2 separate regions of the Danio rerio genome follow, and region 2 is linked to region 1. A link is a contact called in public HiCAR-type data. All regions are on one chromosome and are shown on one strand. Each heading gives the region's core, a stretch centred on a gene start, on an enhancer-like site or on the middle of the called end of the contact. The rest is flanking DNA. Distances are from core to core; before and after follow the strand shown. Region 1 holds the start of zgc:103482. Region 2 overlaps LOC141379854 (a long non-coding RNA gene).

Region 1 (2,899 bases), core at 176-2,675:
TTCCAGCAGTATTCAGATGCATATGAGAATACATACTGGAGAGAGACCTTTCGGCTGTGATGTTTGCGGCAAGACGTTCAATCAAGCTGTTCACCTGAGGACTCATCAGCGAGTGCACACCGGCCTCAAGTCTTTCAGCTGTGAGAGCTGCGGGAAGAAGTTTGTGGACCATAGAAATCTCAAGCAACATAAATGTAAATACACCATGTAAAAAAAGACCAAAGATTACACTGAATTATTGGGGTGGTTCAGCCTAAATATTTTATTTGCTTTTAATTTATTCACCCATTTAAGATGTAGGTGACTTTTTTTTTTTCAGGAGATAGCTGAAGATTTTGAACTGAGTTTGGTTCTTGGTCATTTATGAAATGCAAGTAAATAAACAAAACATATAGGCAAAAGTAAAATATTATCTGTGGCTACTGATGCTACGTTGAGGTCTTATAAAGAGAACTGATTGATCTGTGTAAGAAAATTACATTACAGCCTTGTCGTTAATCCACAGCTTTTGCAAATGTTAGCTTCCTGCTGTGTAATGACTTTAACAGCTTAAATTTGAGTTTACTGAGGTTGATTTAAATAAGGTTTAGTTTTTTACACAGACTTGATTTTTTTCTGTTCATAAAACTTTAATCAGTGTTTTATTTTGTTCTATTGAAGAATCAAACATACATGTTAGATGGCCTGAGCCTGTATAAATCAACACAAATGCTTTCATTTTTAATGGAGTTACCGTTGAACATTGCATCTCGTTTTCAGGACTGTTTGAAACTGTATTGCATAGCCTTATGATAATATCTGATTATCTGTAGACATATTTGGAAGTTGATTGGATAAGGTTTTGTACATTTCTGTATTTTATTGTTTGGAAATCATTATATTTATATCAAACCATGACTGGGAATCAATGATTGTGCGTAACTGCAATAAAAAAAGACATGAACCACTTCTGCCTTCCTTTCTATAATTGTATAAATTTGGTGATTAAATCATTTTAATTTGACTGCATTAGTGATTAGCATTTATCAACCCTCTCTTGTAAAACACTTTCACCTAGTCTGTTTTAGATATATCCCTCATTGGAGGCTGTGTATGTAATATCTGTATAAAGTAATTAATGCATTTAGAATTCTATAAAGTAAATTATTTACGTAATTTATTTAGTATAATGTTTGAGTAATACAACAGTAAGGTAAGTTATAACAGAAATAGTACAAATCTTTTTATAGTTATATTTGTTATATTAAATGTATATATTTCTTATTACATTTCATATTACCTTGTAAAAGAAGGAATAAGCCTATGTGTTTTATATTTTACGATAAATAGTTTAAAGAGCGCAATTCATATTAATGAGCGCGTTCTAGAAACTTCCGGGGCGGAGACTGAGTACTTTTATATGAACCTGAATTCAATTATCTAAACGTCATCCTTGACGGTTGTTTTGTTTGGTGATCGGTGGCTTCAATCGATGGGCGCTGCTTAAAGTCTATATTTTCTATTTTTATAGCATTCTTCGATGATAGCGCGTCGATTATTTCATTTCCCTTGTAACACTGGATAAAAATGAAGGAGTTGGTGGAAGAGATGCCTGATGAGGGATATGGATGCACCGTGGCTAATCGTTTTGGTCAGCTTCTGGGCGACGAGTCCGACCCTTTCGACATCCTATATGCTGCAGGGACTGAAAAAAAGCAGAAGAAGAAGAAAGAGGAGCCAAAGAAAACTTCAACCACGACTAAATCTGTAAAGAAAGAGTCTCAGAGGGACAGGAAAACCATCCTTCCCGCAGGTGGGGGTGGACAAGGTAGGTGAAGGACAGGACAGTTTTACTCAGAATAACGTGAACGACTTCGTTTAAACTTAACTTAAAGTGTTTTGTCGAGAGCTTGAAATGTAAGTTGTTGTTTTTTTTCTATGACAAGTTCGTCCTGGTCATGAAGTCGTTGAGGAGCCAATACAGAGACGCGTAACTTTTGACCGCAAATTTAATGATGCCGAAAAGCCTCCCCTCAGTTTCTCTGTTGAAAGGTAAAGCTGTCCAGTTAGGCTACGTGCAAATATTTATTTACCTAATGATTTAATTTTTTTAAATATAGAACAATAAAAGACCTGAGTTATTTTGTCTGCCTTACCTGGTCTGTGTGTAGGCCCGTGGATGTGCTGGACAGGCCTGCCAGAGGAAGAGGTACTGGAAGAGGAAGAGGAGCCCGAGGCCCAGTATTTCCAAGATCCAATGATGGATTTGATCAGAGAGGAAAGCGAGAGTTTGAGAGACACAGTGGCAGTGACCGATCGTGAGCAAATGTTCATTACTATCATGTTAAGAGTGGTTGGCAGCTGCTAGTTTCAAGCCTATAGAAAAAGAGTTGTATCATGTACGCAGGGGCAGACTTGGTGATTTGGGGGCCCTAAGCAATTCCAGGTATGGGGGCCCGGGCATTGAAACTCAAACCATTCTCTCTCTCTCTCTCTCTCTCTCTCTCTCTCTCTCTTTCTCTCTTTCTCTCTCTCTCTCTCTCTCTTTCTCTTTCTCTTTCTCTCTCTCTCTCTCTCTCTCTCTCTCTCTCTCTCTCTCTCTCTCTCTAAGTTCAAGTTGTTCATTGGGATGACATTAAGTACAGTATTGCCAAAGCACTTCAAATATAAAATATATTAAAACCATTGAAAAATTAATAATAATACCGATAAGATATAATGACACGCACACAAAAACAAACAAAAAAAACAATACATTTGATAAATATAATAATAATAAAAAGTTTAAATTATTAAAATAAGATACATGAGTTTACATTAACCATTTCTTATGGTGTGTAGGGTGTATACATATTTTGCAGCTAGTCTAGATATTAATTCGTCCCCTCCGAGTATATGGTAAAGTTTTTCTGAGTCATTT
Region 2 (2,964 bases), core at 146-2,645, 300 kb after region 1:
TAATAAGAATTGGTTTTAAGCCATGGAAATCATATTCTGTTGCAGTTGTGTGTTGATTCTCTGTACATTTCATCCATTAAATTATTTCCACTTTCGAAAGTTAAAGCCAAAATGTCCCAGAGATGGCTGCTGATATCTTGTCATTAGGAGACGGTGAAGAGGATTTTCATTTTTAAAAAGTATTCATAGCTACTAGCTAATGCATGTTTTGGGGTTCACTTATCTAACTAGCTTATACATTTAACTCTCTAAAAAAATCTATGATCCCTCTCATTCCTTAAGTCGAGTCCTAGAGTTTAATATACTATATAAAATATTTTGTTGGTGTGAAACAGTACCGTTAGCATATGGAAATGTTAAAGCTTCTGTTTTTTTCCTAGAACTCCAGAAAAAAAGTTTAAGTGATTCATGTTGTGAAGCTGCCAATCACAGCTGTCAATCATTATAGCATCAAATACCTTACTAAAAGCATAAACATTTCAATAGGCAAAGAAAAAGGGCTGCTTTCATAACCTATACTGCAGCCAGCCACCAGAGGGCACTCTTAATGTTTTGGCTTCAAATTTCTGAAAACATACACTTTTGCACATCCATTTTATCAAGCAAAGAATTTTACATTTTGATTTGCACAATATAAGGATTGTCAATGTCAAAATAAGGAATTTCCGACTTATTACTCAAGTTATTGCAACTACGAGTTTCACTTTTGGAAGTTGTGTGAGGGCGCCCTCCGGCATAGTATATAATGAAACAAAAAACTGCATGGGAAAATTTGGCACCATATTATAATGCTGATGGTTTATGTAATGTAATCATGTGTATACTTTTAATTTGTAAATATCATGGTTATTTTTAGTGCAATGCTTTTATATCGCAATTGTTGTCGCAGTATATGACCATACCCTTTTGGCAGATACAAATATACACAGCAAAATAATTTCATTAATATTTGCCTGTAGCTCATGATTCATAAGTGTGTTATGATTTTGATTAGTGTTATAGATCTTCATCTCTGCTCTGTCAACATTTGATGTTGAAATGTTTAACAATGTGACTTTTATTGATGTTTATTAAACAATATTTTTTTGTCTTTATATAATAAGTGTAATGACTGTGTAATTGTTCTTATACAATTTATTGTTTTAAACTGCTAAAATATGTCCATAAAAGTCGTGTAATTAAAGTGTAGAGAGCAAAATCTTCAACATCAAAAGTTATCAGAGAAGAGATCGATGTAATGCAATCCAAAAGCTTAAATAAACATCTGTGAATCATCATTCATGAGCTATATCTTCAATGGTTAATTTAACAGATCATATTTTTACAGTGTAGTTATTATTGCAGTTATGGCACGAAAAGATGCATACCTGATGGGAACAGGCCTTTCCAGCTATTGCTTGCTCTTACTTGTTTTAACACGGTACCATGATTATAACAGGGAACATCCCGTTCCTGCTGTACTGTCTTGTTAAGTAAAAATTATTAGCATGTCACCACTGCAAACAAACAGTTCCCACTCTGACTTTCTGTTTACATTCATGAGTCCTGCATATTTCTTTTCGGTCTTTTGATCTGCCTACTTTTTCCACCGGAAGACAGAAATCCTGTCCACAAAACGGCTTCAAATGATGTCCATTTAGAAGCTAATGAGTCCAGCTACCTCTGTCTAAACACAGAGGAGGAGTACAAAAGACAGAAAACCGCGTCGGTGTTACAGCGAAGAGAATATAATCTCTCTTCTGTGAACAACAATGCATAGTTTGTTCATGAATCACTGCGGTTTTGGCACATCCAATGTTATCTGACAGGATCTTATCTATGTCAAGCTTTTACATATCATTCCTCGGTTATTACGTTGTGCGCAGTTGCTTAGACTTGTAACTTAGTTCAGCATCTGATTTTATCTATTTAATTGCAGCACGTTCTTTGAAATATTTAGCAGTGGGTATTTAATTAGTGAATGTGTGTAGATATGTGGGAAGATTAAAAGGTTGAGGTATAAATGAGGGTGAAGTGGAGGGCCAGAAAAGCTTTGATTTTTCAGTTTGAGGCAGTGTTAGATCCACATTTATTTCTGACCCGAACAGTATGCTAACACACATCAAAAAAAGCTGATTCTTTTTTTTTTTGTTCTAGAAATGTTGCAGGTTCTTGCAAGAATGAGCTTGTTTTGTTTCCGCCAGCCTCTCATACTTTTGTTTTTATGTTATGGCAAAAACACCAGTGAAATCTCGAGATCTGCAGATGATAATGGTATGATGATGATGATGATGGTAATATAAAATAAACACCATCTCTTATGAAACCATAACATTTAGTCCACGTAGCTCATCTTTCTTTAACATCTGCTGTTATGTCTACCAGTGCAGGAGATCAGACGTCTGAAACGACTGGTTTTGACACGGCTATATATAATAGTGTTAGTTTGTAAAAACAAAATCAGCCTTCCCATAAATCCTATCAGTTCTCTTCTAAACACTGGTCAAGCTGCAGGATCATGCTTGATGCAAAGCTGGTCTTGAGAAAAATGTGACCATGCATTATACATAAGTGCCTGCTAAACACTGTATTGCACATCTCTGCAGATTCCAGTGTTGTAAGTTTTACTTTTTGGTTTCATCATTACAGATGAGGCTGTATTAAGTGTTCAAAATAAAGATTGACTTTTTTTTAATAAAATGCATTTGAAGCATTATTTTAAATAATATTGACAGATTTTGTTGGCAAAATGTCTGGGGTCTGGTGTGCTTTGTGTTGTGTTCATGTAATTGCTGTGTCGTAATGTCCCATGTGTTGTGGTTCATGTGCTTTTATGTTATGTGTTTCCTTTATTCTGTTTTCCCGACATTTGTTAGTTGCATTAGTTCCACCTGTGTCGCACATCTGTATGTATTCAGTTTAATCATGTCTTGTGTATTTAATCCCCTGAGCAATTTGGCCTAAAATCAAAATCCTGAATAACTG

Evidence for each region. HiCAR-type assays count read pairs that join an accessible place to other places.
Region 2: a HiCAR-type map of caudal fin shows a contact between it and region 1, with 10 times the contacts expected there. The contact joins the enhancer-like site here to the promoter of zgc:103482 in region 1. A contact is called at or near these places in 6 of 18 Hi-C or Micro-C datasets (caudal fin, embryo, hematopoietic stem cells and 1 more) and 1 of 4 datasets of contacts at active chromatin or transcription factors (caudal fin).

The regions. Positions count from the first base shown.
Region 1 is chr21:21,711,384-21,714,282 of GRCz12tu, forward strand. zgc:103482 reads left to right here and starts at 1,426. Exons shown (of 8, transcript NM_001006022.1): 1 at 1,426-1,807; 2 at 1,926-2,031; 3 at 2,151-2,297. The coding sequence starts at 1,567. si:dkey-30k6.5 reads left to right here. Exons shown (of 4, transcript XM_683166.11): 4 at 1-946. The coding sequence ends at 211.
Region 2 is chr21:22,012,791-22,015,754 of GRCz12tu, forward strand. The region is part of intron 3 of LOC141379854 (a long non-coding RNA gene); the gene reads left to right. Among named protein-coding and RNA genes, the nearest start is that of gadd45gb.1, 32 kb to the right of the region's middle. Within about 2 kb of position 1,396, at least 3 of the 62 cell types and tissues checked have an H3K27ac peak or open chromatin away from gene starts, as enhancers often do. A contact at or near this core is called in caudal fin, where this site is marked.